2 separate regions of the Hordeum vulgare genome follow, and region 2 is linked to region 1. A link is a contact called in public Hi-C data. All regions are on one chromosome and are shown on one strand. Each heading gives the region's core, a stretch centred on a gene start, on an enhancer-like site or on the middle of the called end of the contact. The rest is flanking DNA. Distances are from core to core; before and after follow the strand shown.

Evidence for each region. Hi-C and Micro-C count contacts between places; a contact is called where the count stands out from the background.
Region 2: a contact with region 1 is called in a Hi-C map of seedling, with 3 times the contacts expected there. The contact joins the enhancer-like site here to the promoter of LOC123442431 in region 1. A contact is called at or near these places in 2 of 6 Hi-C or Micro-C datasets (leaf and seedling).

What each region holds. Positions count from the first base shown.
Region 1 is chr3H:6,782,261-6,790,206 of MorexV3_pseudomolecules_assembly, reverse strand. LOC123442431 (anthranilate synthase beta subunit 1, chloroplastic-like) reads left to right here and starts at 3,668. Exons shown (of 8, transcript XM_045118480.1): 1 at 3,668-3,946; 2 at 4,035-4,198; 3 at 5,263-5,333; 4 at 5,448-5,485; 5 at 5,559-5,669; 6 at 5,735-5,834; 7 at 6,226-6,361; 8 at 6,571-6,945. The coding sequence starts at 3,838. The coding sequence ends at 6,681.
Region 2 is chr3H:6,860,263-6,868,208 of MorexV3_pseudomolecules_assembly, reverse strand. No RefSeq gene overlaps it. Among protein-coding and RNA genes, the nearest start is that of LOC123441275, 8.7 kb to the left of the region's middle. Within about 2 kb of position 3,753, at least 2 of the 3 cell types and tissues checked have open chromatin away from gene starts, as enhancers often do. A contact at or near this core is called in leaf and seedling, where this site is marked.

The DNA.
Region 1 (7,946 bases), core at 2,419-4,918:
CACATGTTTCATATGCTATCATGCGGTAGTATATATATATTAATTTATCATTTTTATTATGTTTATATATTATATATAAGATTTTTTAAAGTGAGTTACATGAAAAAATTACAAGTTAGCCCATAGTTTTTATTATATTTCTGAAATACATATATTTTTGTACATAAAAAAAACATACACAAAATATGATACATACTACAAAAAAATATTATATACTACATACTACGTGTACATATTCTTCGATTTGATAGATATCACATACAACATACAAAACGCAAGTGGTAGTAACTATCACCGGTGGTAGACAAAATTTGTGTGTGTGTGTGCGCGCGCGCGCGAGCATCTACAACCGACCGCTTCAAAACCTTCTCAAGCGTCCGGGCACACCGTCCGGGCACTGCCCGGTCATAAACTTCGATTCAGGTCGGCCTCGAACGCCCGGACTGACAGGCATCCCCCATTTCCAAACCAGATATGGGGGTAAATATGTGGCGTCCGGGCACGTCCGCCACGTCGTCCTGACGGCTTGGCCCCTCGCGGACTCGCCAGAAACCAGACGGTCCGACGGACGTGTCGACTGTCGGCACGGTGTGAACGATGCATGGCGCCGCTCCGGCTCCCCGCCCGAGATCGGGGTCGGCTATATTAGCCGGTCAACGACCCCATCCCTAGCTCATCCGCCTCCTCCATCTCTCCTACGCCACCCGAGCTCGTTCACCTCCTCTCGTAGTTCCCTCTCCATCAGGATGGTCCGACAGCTCATCACCACCTATGCGCAGCTCACTCCGGAGCGGCGCCTTCAAATCGAGGCAGAGATCCAAGCTCGCCGCGTCGCCCGCATAGCTGCGGGTCTCCCTCCGTACTCGATGGAGAAGGTGGAGGAGTAGCCGGAGGCCATGAAGGAGGACGACCCGGAGGAGGAGGCTCCCATCTTGAGGAAGGCGGAGGCGGCGGAGGAGTTCGTCGTTGCCCAATCGAAGGAGATGACGGAGCAGCAGGCCATCCTGGATTCCATCCGGGATGAGGCCGAGGTGGATCCAACCGCTGGCTCATCCGGCAGAGGCAGGCGGAGGCCGACATCCGGCAGAGATTAAGGCACAAGAGGCCGTGGCGGAGCAGCCGGAGGGGGCGGAGCTGCGGCAGGCTGCCATTTATCCGCGGAGGTTACGGAGATCGTCGACATCTCTCACGAGGAGTAGATAGGTTCTACCTAGCACGTAAGTTTCATATTTTGCATGCTTTTGTATGGATTTGAGGATTTTAATATGAGATGTCCGGATATAGAATAAATTATTTAAGTCGTGACCGGTCAGTGTCCGTGAACGCGTCTGCGGGTGTTTGAGGGGTCGGATTTGCAAGGTCCGACTGTAGATATTCTAATATGTAGTTGCAATGTAAACTAGAATTATGTAAATGAGGAAAAACAAAATGATATTCCGTTGTACTTTAGGAATCAGCTAGGTCCGGGTAATAGTTAGTGAAGTAAATATACTTCATTGAGATTTACTCGTCCATATCCTCCTCTATTTTAGAGAAACCATCCTTCGTTCGTTTGGCTGGATCGAGCGAGTTTCCGTTGTCAAGTGGTTTCAGTTCATTCAACTTTGCGGGTGATGCTGGTGGTGGTGATCACGCGCGCATGACAAAATAATCATTTGAGAAGGACAGGGCACATACGATCTCGTCTCAGCTGCTACCATACCAGCTGGTGGTAAAAGCAGAGTGGCAGTAGAGCTCGTGCCTTGCCGGCACGGTCTGTTGTGGTGGTGGTTGGATCAGATCGATCGAGGAGTAGGGGGACACCACATGCCATGCGTCCGGTCGGCCGTGCAGGTGAGTAACATCAGGGAGCGAATAATGGCCACTTATAAGTAGTACTTCCTCCGTTTCTAAATATAAGTTTTTTTAAAGGTTTTACTAGTAAACTAGTCCCTCCGTTCCTAAATATAAGACCTTTTAGGGATTGCACTATAAACTACATACGGATGTATATAGACATATTTTAGAGTGTACATTCACTTATTTTGTTTCGTATGTAGTCTTCTAGTAAAATCTCTAAAAAGTCTTATATTTTAGAACGAAGAGAGTATATACGGATGTATATAAACTTATATAAAAATGTATATTTATTTATTTTGCTTCGTATGTAGATCTTTAAAAAAAATTAAAAGACTTATATTTAGAAACGGAGGGAGTACTAGCTACTCTCAAGTCTAAATTGGCCGGCTCCACCTCTAGGGATGGCGGATGGCGGATGGCGCATGGCGCTTGCATATGCATGCAGACAGCAGCCGACGCAGGTCGTGTCACGCATGGAGTAGTGGTGGCGTTGGTGGTTCGATCCGAATTGAACCACGTATCGATCGAGTGTTTAACCACATACACACTGACGCTAAAAATATAGAATTGCAAATACACCAAACATTTTTTTTTAACACACTATATACACATGCGTTCATATATATACACATACATTCATCTTTATGATCATACGTACACACAGTGACATAGCTAGAAATAAAATGGATGGAGGGTGTGCACACTTTTAAAATATTAGGTCTTTTTTAATTGGTTTGGATGGGTCTTTAAAATCTGCTAATTTTTATATGGTAAAAAAATGCTTTCCAAAATTCTGGGTGTGTCATGGCATATCCAGCACATCCCCTAGATACGCCACTGTGTATGCACATCCTATCTTCATGAGCATCTTTAAAATAATGAGTCGGTATATTATCTTAAGATTGTCGAAATCGTCACAGACGCCTTTATAGTTGGGAACATCTTCTTTCATTGAATACACATCACAAAGAAAATTTAAAATAAATATAAAAAATATGAACACCAAAATTAAGTCTAGGACTTAGGCTCTGTTTGGTTCATAAGTCCTAGGACTTTTTTTAGTCCAAACTTATAAGTCCTAGAGGGTGTTTGGTTACAGGGACTTATTAGGGACTTAGAACTTATAAGTCCCATCTAGACCAAACAGGAGGGACTTATAGGGACTTAAAGTGGGCATTTGAGACTTACGAAATAAGACTCTCAAGGAGGGACTTATAGTTGTAATATGGTCTTTTAATCCATGTTAAGTCATAGGAACCAAACAGGTAAGAACTTTTTAGGGACTTAGGACTTATAAGTTAGGACTAAAAAAAGTCCTAGGACTTATGAACCAAACAGGGCCTAAGTCACTAAAAAGTTCCTACCTGTTTGGTTCCTAGGACTTAACATGGACTAATTACATCCATAAGCCCCTATAAGACTCTCCTTGAGAGTCTTATTTCATAAGTCCCAAATGCCCACTTTAAGTCCTTATAAGTCCCTTATGTTTGGTTTAGATGGAATTTAGAAAAACTTATACGTTATAAGTCCCTAATAAGTCCCTGTAACCAAACACCCCCTTAAACTCTGATGGATAAAAGATGTCATTGTCCTTCAAACTATCCAACTACGAATAGTTCGCGACAACTTGTCAACTTTTGTTTTTCTGGAGACTGGGCTTCTTATTCCAAGATAACCCAATAGCCCAACTGGACTGGAGCCCAGTCCAAGAGCCTCACGAATGACGGCCTATTCCAAGAAACCCGAGCCCGAAGAACCAAAACCCAACAGCTCTACCAAGGAGCCCATTTGCTTTGCTTTGTTTTAGCCCAGCCCATCTCCTTCCGGCCTCAGCCGCAGCTCGCCACCTGCAAGACCGCAACTACCGCTCGCCGGCTCGCCGGCAGGCTAGCCAGCACCGCACCACCGCCACCGCTACGACCGCACCACCTGCCCCCGCCGCCGCTCCGTATCAGGCCCTTCACTGCCATCTGTCGCACCTCCTCCCTCCTCGCCGGTATGGCCTGCTCCCACCTTGCCGCCGCCGCCTCCTCACCGGCAGCCGCTGCGTTGCGTTCTGGGGCGACATCGACAACCGCCGGTTTCGCGCGCCTTCCCGCAACTCACCGTACGAATCGCTCCATGCTTTATGCCTCCATCTTGATGCTGGTCTACCGTATCTTGCTTTGACTGGATCCCTTCCCCAACCCCCGCAGGTACTGAGAAAGGCTTGTTGGCCCTCAGTGGTAGGAGGGCCGTGAAGCTGGTGGTCGTTGCCACCGGGTCGGCCGTGCCGGCGCCGGCGTCCGTCCCGTCAACGGTGAAGAAGCCCATCATCGTTATCGACAACTACGATAGCTTTACCTACAACCTGTGTCAGGTATATGGTTTCACAGGTAGTGGTTAAAGTCACGAATTCTTTTATAAGTAATTCCATTTTTGTTTCGCCTCTTCGTTTGCACTAAGATCAAATGATTTTAGAGGTGCCCGCTTGGAGACTTTACATAAATGTAGTATTTCTACATTTGAGAAGTAGCATGAATCTGCTAGTAGTTTTCATACATTTGAGAAGTAATATGAATCTGCTAATAGTTTTTGTGCATTTGAGAACTAATATGAATCTGCTGCACATGCTGTTAATATCTAGTTGTCCTAAAAAATGTTGACAGCGGATGATAACTAATTGCCAACCAAAGGTGCAAGAGAAATTTTCTTAGAATTACAAAGTTGGATCCTCGGAACTATTAAACAATTTTCCATTTCAAAATGTGGCCTTTCTGTGTAGCACCCCCAGCCTGGAACGTCCAAATTAGAATCAAGAATGCATGATTTGGTTAGGTTATGTGCCTGTTTCTGTGGATTATCTTCAAGTGCTGACTGACTTCTTTTTCAAGTATTTGTTTGAAACAAGGTTTTTGAAGTATTTGTCATTTAGAATGGAAGCTGAGGCTGCTTAACATTTTGGCTGGTTCGTGAACTAGACAAAATTGACTCGTTAAAGGTCATGTTAATCTGTAACAGGAACCACAAAAGTATATCATTGGGGAATATTATTTGTCTATATCTTGATTACGTTACCCAAGTTAACATGACTAGTATACTTTTAGAAGTGTTAGCAATATGTATTTCATTTTTTGTTGTGAAAAAACATTCCTGGAGATAATTTGTTTATCTCTTGAGCATGTTGTCTCTTAGAATTGCTGAAGAAAAAATGTAGCAAGGACTAACGAGCAATACTGCACATAAAAGAACAATGTTTTTTTAAGGGACATATAACGAAACAATTCTTTTAGATTCAACAATAATATGTGCCATGGATATTTCTTTCTTAAGAAGCACATGCTTATGATATTGTCAAGTCTATTTTTGCACCGTGATTTTAAGATGCCATGAAACACATGCTATGAGAAAACAAGTCTTGCTGAAATTGAGTGTTTGATGCAGTATATGGGGGAGCTTGGATTAAATTTTGAGGTGTACCGCAATGATGAACTTACCATAGAGGATGTAAAGAGGTATAGTTCTCAGAGCACATGTTCAATTATGATTTATTTTCTGTCTGATCCATCTAAAGGGATTATACGTATCACAAGTTTGCTGATGATGTTCCTTTATTTAATCTCTCGTAGGATGAATCCACGAGGAATACTTATTTCTCCAGGGCCTGGTAAGTTTTTCTTGTTGAATCTCATAACGGTTTTAAGCTTCTGAGCTTAACTATTACATCCATATTTCTTTAGGTGAACCACAAGATTCAGGTATATCATTGCAGGCTGTTCTGGAACTCGGGCCAACCATCCCAATATTCGGAGTTTGCATGGGTCTGCAGTGCATTGGAGAGGCTTTTGGAGGTTAGACTTGTCTCTATGGCTGTAAGGTTTTCCATGACCAATCTTGCTGATGTTTCTTCTTACAGGGAAGATTATTCGCGTTCCTTCTGGTGTGATGCATGGAAAAAGCTCCCCTGTTCACTATGACGAAGTTTTAGGAAAGGGTATATTCGAGGGCTTGTCAAAGTATGATTTTTCAACCATTGAGTAAATCCCATGTATATTTAGGTTCTAGCTTGCATTACATCACAGTCAACTGACACTGGTATTGCAAACATTAGGTTGCACACATCTCATGATTGCTTCTGTTTTCATGATAATTAGGATTTAGGAATGCTGTTGGGCTCAGTTTACCTTTTTAGAGCAGTTATGTTTGTCTTGAGAAATTCTGTAGCATGTGCCATGAAATGGCAATTCAGAATTTCAACATATTCAGTCGGTATTGATGATAGAATTTTAGTCTTGAGTACTTTCTTTTATCTTGGAAGAAGTTTCCGTCTGTTCCCATTTTCAGTATGGCACTTGTTCAGAGTGAGCCTTTTGATTTGACATGATCCTCAATCACTTGCATGGACAGCCCTTTTGCCGCTGCAAGATATCATAGCTTGGTCATTGAGCAGGAAAGCTTCCCACACGAGGAACTGGAAATCACGGCATGGACTGAAGATGGACTTATCATGGCTGCTCGGCACAAGAAGCACAAGCATATCCAGGTATTTCTCAACTCCACGCATGAGGCCACATTATGTGTCGCTTAGGACGCTAAGGCACAACCACGCGACCCATACCTGAGGTGTTCTTTTTCTTTCCTCGAAATGGGGGATGAGACCCCCGGCCTCTGCATCGGACGATGCATACGGCCCTCTGAGGTGTTATTCCGTGGTTGTCGTGAGTGCTAACTGATATGATGTAACTCTTTCAGGGGGTTCAGTTCCACCCAGAGAGTATCATCACCCCTGAAGGCAAGAGAATCATCCTCAACTTTGCGAGATACGTCGAGGAGTTCGAGAAGCAGACCTCAGAGGGGAACTAGAGGATTCAGGGAAGCAGGGCACTTAGGGGAGCTAGATAGGGGCTATCGTCGGGAAGGGTAAAGGAATAAGAGAAAAGAGCATTCCGTTGCCATTCATTTGGTTCACTGAATCATTGTAATATATCATTGTCGATCGAGAGGCCTTCGAAACTCGATCAACTTTGTGCATCGTGGTGGCTCTTTGTCCGCGATAAATCAGTGGAAGCTGAGAGGCTATTTAACATCTTGAATGGTTCCGGGTGGGCCAAGCTTTGCTGTGCTCCATTTCATTGTTCGGCCCTGTTGTTTCTCTGATCATATAACATTTTTGCCCTCAGTCTGTACTAGATGTTTGGCCAAAAATGATCTGGAAAATGGTAAGTGAATGCCTCTATCTACATGTAGTTTTTTTTAGCCTACATGTAGTTTTTCTGGTACACTGTCCGGCCGGCTTTCATAAAAGGCCTTTCAATGCATTTGCAGGTACACTCAAGTTTTTCCTGGTACAGTTCCTGGAAACCATAGGACCGATGCGATCTGGATGTCCCGTTAAATTAAACGGATAAAAATGTAAAGCTAACCTTCTGTCTGCTAACAAGTACTACTAGACTTTATGGAGAATATTGTGTTTGGAGGCCGAGCTACATGGAGCTTGGTTTTGAAAATTTCGAATTTCATCAAATTTCATATTTTCTACTCCCTCCGTTCCTAAATATAAGTCTTTAAAGAGGTTTCATTAGTGGACTACATACGGATGTATACAGACATACTTTAGAGTGTAGATTTACTCATTTTGCTCTGTATGTAGACTTCTAGTGAAATATCTTAAAAGACTTATATTTAGGAACGGAGGAAGTACAATTCTAAAAATTCTGACAAAAACACATATATACATGAAGGCATAACACACGTGTGTGTGTAAATTTTTAGAACAAAATAGGTTGAAATGATGACTGTGCAAAAAAAAAAATTTGAGGCATTTTCACACATGATACTATTCATCCTTCCAGACCATGAATATTATTTTTCTGTACAGATAGCATTTCAATATTTTTTCGTTCTAAAATTCTACGCACATAAACATAACATTCTTGTTTACTTGCACACTTATTTTCAGATTTTTTTAATCCAGAAAATTTAAATTCAAAAAAGTCGGAAATGCCTAATGGAACTCGCTCCATGGAGCACTTTATAATGTTTAAATTCAAAAAATTATATGTTTTAAAAAATTCTGAAAAATACAAATATACATATGATGTACATTGTTTGTCTGTAATATTTCATGA
Region 2 (7,946 bases), core at 2,504-5,003, 78 kb before region 1:
ACAGTCCGCCAGCCCAGTGTTCATTAATAAGCAAAACTAAAATATTTTTTTGCTTATAGTCAATTTGGTCATTACGATCACAAGATAATAGTCGTAAGACTTTTATTACATCTGACATGGAAAATCTAAAATACTACTCTGACATTGATATGCGACTCCTCCCGATACAATGTGCTAAATTGGCCATCAGAGGAAGGGGAACCGATGGAAACACTTAGCAGCGACTAGGTACTCTTGAGCCTAACATTAAAATTTTCAGTAACCAAAACACATATTTAACTTCATTTTTTTATTTGAAAGAACTAGTGATGTCTCTATCTTTCAGCGGCAAGATGGAGATAAAGGAATAGGTGACCACATATAAAGAATTTCACGTTGCTTCAATCGCGGTTCAAACCTCAATGTAACATGTTCCGATTGCTTTGTTAAAAAACATGTTTTCTCTAAATCATACATGCATTATTTACCGGCCAACAAACACCTGTGACAGGGGTCACCAACTCTTGAGTCCAAACAAACAACAACAATGAAATAAACAAATCAAACGAGTTGCTCAATCAAAATTAATAATGTCCATCAACGAAGCCTCCACACACGAACGCGTGCACACACACATGCACGCGCGTACACACACGCACACACAAAGGTCCTATTTGTCACGGTAAGTTCATGGGGGCGTTCGGAGCTGGCATGGGAAAATAATGCAAAGTGATGTGTCATCTCTTTTATAGAAGTAGCGGTGTTCCTTCCAAGTTCAGATCGACGTGATCTGGAGCTGGGATGGGAAAATAATGCAAAGTAATGGGTCATCCCTTTCGCGTATAGAAGTAGCGGTGTTCCTTCCAAGTTCGGATCAACGTGATCCTACACGTCAGACACGGCTATACATGTCTCGCTCTGTCGGTCGGAAGAATATCATACGAAAACCAACATTCGATGGAAACCGATGAAAACCATATAAAAAAATATGTTTTGAAGTTTCAGAAAAATCTAAAAAAAATACGGAATGTTAAGAGGATGATGTTTTATTGCCACGCAAAATTTCAAATCGAACACAAGGGGAAAGAACTAGTGATATATCCATCAGCCACCAATGCAATTCATATGTACGTAATTGGCACAAGAAATTTAACAAGTTGTAGCTTTTCTGAGAACGAAACTTCCACGTCAACGGGTTCGTCTCCTCTAGAGAAGTGCCCACTAACTGACCAGTACTAGTCGTCGGTAAAATAAACTCTGCACTAAGGACATCTTCAACAGTTTGTATGTAGTCTTGTTAATAAAATTGTCCATGTCATCAACCAACAAGGGATCATATAACTACTTCAATGGTTGCATTCAAATTATCCAATATGAGAAGAAGGAATAAATGCAATTGCTCTTTATGTAACCTTGAAGTTTGTGCAAGAGCTACTCCCTCCGTCCGGTGAAAAGTGTACATATAAACATTTTATGACAAATTATGAAGTGGAGTAAAAATGCATTGGAAATGTGCAACACACCATCTCTCTCCCCTTTAATTACCAAACCCCCAATAAGTTAAGTGCGTGTAGAAATTAAGATGACTATGTGTAAAATGTTATTGGTCTTGATTACCGTGTGATGAAAGAGAAGCATTTTTTATACTTTAAAGTACATTGAAAAGATAAAAGTACACTCTTTTATGGACAAATTTTAAAGCCAAACGTACACTTTTCACCGAACGAAGGGAGTATTGGTTAATCTACACACAACTTTCCTCTCTCTCCTCATTTATTTATTGCCACATCATTATATATCCTAGTTGACAAAGTTTACCAACAACTATCTTATCACCATTGGAGATGCCCTAAGAAAGAGAGGCACCTCTATTATCTGTTGCTATGAGGTCAAGGGCAGTCACATTTGCAAAGCCAGCAAGCAAGTTGATATGATCGATGGATATGATGACCACTACGTGGAGCAGCTCCTAGACATAATATTCCCTCATTTCTCTTTTCCTTGCTTCACTTGGTACGGTCGATCACACGAATTAGCCTTGAAATTGACTATTCTTATCATTTTCTGAAGCTGGAGATGCGCCAAGTGCCGGCATCTTCTCCAGTGTTGTTGCTGGAGCCACTGATGTGGATGGGCTTTGGCTTTAGGTGACCAGTAGTGCTCTTGATCGATTAGACAATTGAAAGCACGGCGTTGGCACTTGTGGAAGAGAGACAAAGATATATAGCTATAGGAGGAATGATTTTCGCGACCAGAACCGATCTGAATTGATCCACAGCAAAAGGTAGCACATCCAATCATGCTTGCGCGTCTGTAGATAAGCCGACGAGGAGGAGAGTAGTTCTAGTCTTCTAGCCAGTGCTCTGGAGAAAGTATCTATTTTTATGGTGACAACACGGGATCGAGCACTGAAACACCTAGAGATGAAAAAGAGCGGCAGAGAGTAAAGGTACGGCCTCAGATGATAGATGCTGTCCCAGCTCTGTAAATTGAATTTTAGTTTAGTCCTTTGGATAACTTAAGCAAGGCCTTGCTTGAGTGGATCAATCATAAACGAAAAGCTTCTTGACAAAGTGTTATTAAGATATGCATCGACGACACTTGCTGCATAATAAATTATTTACTAGCTTACATATCTGTACTTCACTAGGATTAAAGCGGTAGTATATGCTTCGATCGAAAGGGATCATGTGGTTTACCGAATAAGGGATGGATACCTACTTCATTTACGTAACCTGCAGCTGCCGTAGTCCATTAAACTAGAGATCACTTGAAATGCCATGCTTTTTTTCGAAAAGGAGGCGTTGCCCCGGCCTCTGCATCGAGTGATGCATACAACCATATATTAATCAAAATAAGTATCCAGTAAATACATAGTATATAAAAAGGAAAAAAAGAGATACATGACGAACATTGCGCCGCAGCCTGGAATGGCTAAAAGATCAAGATGACTAAACACCTATCCTATTAATATGCCGCCATTCAAACCGGTTGAAGATACCCTGTGCTACCATCTCCCAGCGGGCACACCTAGTAACCATAAGCTCCCTGGTTGCCACAGGAGTTAGTAACGACCATGTGCGGATCAGTGCGGTAATTCGGTAGATAACCTGCAAGAATTGGATATCATGAGTTCTGTTAAAAACCAAATCATTTCTGCTATTCCATAAAGCCCAAAGAAGAGCACATGCTCCGACACGAATAGATTTAGCCAATTGAACATCAATTCCCTGTAACCACGTTCCAAATAACGAGTTCAAGTCAACAGGAGAAGCGATGTTAAAAGCAATGTGAATTGATCGTCAAACAAGTTTAGCCAAAGGACAGTCTAGAAAGAGGTGGTGAATACTTTCTAGGCTTGAACAGAAAGAACATCTGGAACTTCCTTTCCAATTTCGTTTGGCCAAATGCCATGCTTAAACTAACGAAAACACGATCGAGGTGAACTCGACGCCATAGCTCACTAGCCACCGAATTTTCCGCCTTTAGACCCAAGCAAAGGAATATATGCACACCTATTTGAGCTGATCTAGTCTTTCAACATTGTGGGATTTATTGCAGCAAATGGGCCGTTCTTTTTCGACGACGTACGTTGGACCTATATATTTTGGTCGTCCAAGCAATCATGTCGAGAAAAGAGAAGTTGTTCCACACAACAAAACCATCTATCGACCAGTCTACAGATTAAAGTTGGCCTTGTTGATTCGATCTGTACCTACTAAGATAAGATGATCACTAAAGACAAGTAGCTAGGTAGTGCTGGCGTGCTGCATGATGTGCTCGAGTACGTACGTGTGAGCGTGCGAGAAGGTCGACACCACAGATCATGGGCGAGTCCTGATCCCATGACGAAATTATTTGGGCCCATCCCAATCATCGTCACCGTTCATGATGATAACGTGTTATCCGACCATTAAACTTTCCCTTGGTTTCTGCTGCCAGAAGCAGACAGAGTGCCCGAAATTGTGGATTCAGTATTACAAGTTGGCTTAGCTCGTCTAGTCTTTCAATAATAAGATGCACTAAAATGCAATGATCTTAACTTCTTAAGCGACCGAGTCGGCCTTCCTCTCAAGTTCAAGTTGTAGTGCTAGCTAGTGCTAATTAAACTTCCGTGAAAAGCCGTCCATCCCAGTTAGTACGTAGCGTACCGACCCCGTCTAACCCGAACCTGAACTAGACAGGAAAAGCCATCAGCTCTAGTTGCACAAGCGTACCTGCTATTGTTAGTCCGTCTACCAGCCAGCCAGTATGGCTGTGGCATCTCGTACTAAAACCCTATGCTGCTTCAAACGGAAGCTGCTGGGCAATTTACAGCAACTTCCTTCCGATGCTTGCGTTTTAGATACAGATAGCTCTTGCCCGGAAATAATACATGCTCCGAAGTCCGAACCAACTCCAGCTCCATCTGCTCACACCGAATCCGGTGCGATCACGCAAGTGTATATAGGAACCAAAGCGCCGGCAAAAGGCGCGCGGTGCGGTGCGGCGCGGCGCGGCGGCCGCATCGGAGAGAAGGATGCCATGGTCGTGGAAAAAGAAGAGATCGACGGCATTTAGCGGCAGGTAGGCGCGACACATCGAACAACAAATGGTCCTCCGCCATGGTCGCTCTCGGGTCTTTGTGGCTGCCTGGCTTTGAATCTTTCCTTTCTTTGAAACTTGATTCTTTTGCTTTCTAGGGCACCGGCAACCTTTAGTTTGTTCCCGGTTCGTGGCGTACGTGCTGATCGATTGCTCGCCGACGTTGATCTGTGGAACCTAGAGGAGGATATTTCTCGTGTCTGAATGGTCTAGACTCTAGACACCAGAGGCTTGTGAGGACCTAACTGCATGTGTTGTTTATGTCAGATGACTCGGATGAAAGATAAACGCATGAACACATGTTGCATATGTACTAATTAATTGCGCACTTGTGCTTTTTGATAACGACATGCTTATGCGCTCGCATGTACTAGGAAAACCATTCCGAATGCTTGTATGTCAATCATCGTTTATGTGAAGTCAGACGGATCTGCGGCGATCTGCTGACCCCATCCTCCACATGAACCGAATTATAAAAAGATGACTTGGCAAAGAAATCACACACACTTGAATCTAAAAACAAAAAGGACAATGCTCTGTGCCGGCGCGCCGGTCAAAACTTTCGACCGGCCCCGCGCGGACCGCCCAATCCCTCAGCTGCACACAGGCCGCACCGTTAGATCTCCATGCAGCAAAATTTCTCGATGCAATAAATTTCGTCCAGGATGCAGTAATTTTCGTTTACGGTTGCAACAAAAACATAGTTGTAGCAAAAAAATATATCAACGTGGTCGTAACAAAAAACAAAGCTGATGATGCGTGGTAGCAAAACAAAATAAGGGTTGTAGCAAAACAATCCGATGAACTCAGGTTGCAACTCTGATGAACGTGTATGCAACTTATTTAGTGAACGGTTGCAGCAAAAAAGATACCGGTTGTAGCAAAAATTTAATACGGTTGTAGCAAAAAATCCGACGAATGGGGTTGCAACCAAACGTATATGCAGCTTTTTTAGTGAACAAATATAGCAAATTTGGACATCGGTTGTAGCAAATTTATACGATCACCATAGGAGAAAGTTGTTTAGAATGATTAAATCAGACTATCTCTTTCATTGATGACCCGTGATGATTAAATACAACGGAACTGTCGCCAACGCCACGAAGGGACGCATCCCATCGTGGGGGCGTGCGAGCGCTTCAAACGGTTGCCATGGGTTGTCCTTGAGTCACATCATCTTTGAAATATTCTCCTCCAAAACCCTGTGGGAAAAATTGAGAAGAAAACATACAATATGCCATTAAAAACTCCTTCTAAAACCCAGTGGGAAAATAAGGAGAAAATGACATATATCGTCCATGCTTGCATTGATATTGCCTTATTAAAAACCTTTCGTGAGAAACCATGTGAAAAACTCACAAAGGAAAAGAGTGCAATACAAAAATCTCATGATCTTAACAGGTTATATCCTAGGAGATTTATCCCCCTGAATTTTGCAAGTCTCGAAGTCGTCTCGTACCAATTTCATTTACATACTTATGGAACAAAGAACTTGGTACAGACTTAGTAAATAGATCAGCGAGATTATCGCATGACTTCGTTTGCAAAATACTTATCTCCCCCTTCTCTTGCAGATCATGGGGATAAAATAATTTAGGAGAAATATGCTTTGTAATATTGCTATTAATATAACCCGTTTGCAGTTGTGCAATGCAAGCAGCATTATCTTCGTAGATAATAGTGGGCGATTTTACCGAACCAATCCCACTTGAACATTGGACAAAGTTCATCATTTTGCGAAGCCATACACATTCACGCGATGCTTCGAACAAAGCAATTATCTTAGATGATTGGTGGACATTGCCACTAAGGTTTGCTTTGTTGACTTCCAAGAGAAGGCCGTACCTCCATGTAAGAAGACAAAACCAGTTTGCGTTCTGGCATCATGGGGATCTGACAAGTATCCAGCATCGCAATACCCCACCATAGTTCTCTCTTGATTTTTCTGATAGAATAAACCAAGATCTTTGGTGCCTTGAAGATATCTGAAAATATTCTTCAAACCAACCCAATGCCTTTTTGTTAGTGATGCGTTGTATCTAGCGAGTAAATTAACTGCAACTGCTATATCAGGTCTAGTGCAGTTTGCTAGATACATTAGTGCACCGATGGCATTGAGATATGGAAGCTCTGGTCCCAATATCTCTTCATCATCACCCTTAAGCCTAAATGGGTCCTTGTCTCTGTCAAGCGACCTGACAACCATAGGCGTTTTTGATGGGTATGTGATACATCTCCAACATACCTATAATTTTTGAGTGTTCCATGCTATTATATTATCAACTTGGGATGTCTTATATGCATTTATATGCTATTTTATATCATTTTTGGGACTAACCTATTAACTCAGTGCCCAGTGCCAGTTTCTGTTTTTTCCGTGTTTTTGACCTTTTCAGATAAGAATATTAAACGGAGTCCAAACAGAATAAAACATGCGAGATGATTTTTTCCGTAAGAAAAGATACCCGGAAGACTTGAGAACCAAGGCAGAGGGTCTCGTGGGAGGTCACAAGCCCCCTAGGCGCGCCCTAGGGGGGGGGGGGGGCGCCCAGCAGGCTCGTAGGCCCCCCTTGCCTCCTTTGCCCTACCTCTTTCGCCTATAAATTCCCTAAAATCCCAAAACCAACAGGGAGAGCCACGAAAATACTTTTCTGCCGCCGCAAGCTTCCGTTTCCGCGACACGGAGGGCTTCTTCATCAACACCATTGCCTCTCCGATGATACGTGAGTAGTTCACCATAGACCTTCGGGTCCATAGCTAGTATCTAGATGGCTTCTTCTCTCTCTAGGATCTTCAATACAAAGTTCTCCATGATCTTCATGGAGATCTATCCGATGTAACTTTCTTTTGCGGTGTGTTTGTCGAGATCCGATGAATTGTGGATTTATGATCAGATTATCTATGAATATTATTTGAGTCTCCTTTGATTTCTTATATGCATGATTTTGTATCCTTGTAATTCTCTTCGAGTTATGGGTTTCGTTTGGCCAACTTGATCTATAATTCTTGCAATGGGAGAAGTGCTTGGTTTTGGGTTCATACCGTGCGGTGTCCTCGCCTAGTGACAGAAGGGGTAGCGAGGCACGCATCGTGTTGTTTCCATCAAAGGTAAAAAGATGGGGTTTATATCATATTGCATGAATTTATCCCTCTACATCATGTCATCTTGCTTAAGGCGTTACTCTGTTTGTTATGAACTTAATACACTAGATGCATGCTGGATAGCGGTCGATCTGTGGAGTAATAGTAGTAGATGCAGAAAGTATCGGTCTACTTGTCTCGGATGTGATGCCTATATGTATGATCATTCCCTTAGATATCGTCATGACTTTGCGCGATTCTATCAATTGCTCCACAGTAATTCGTTCACCCACCGTAATACT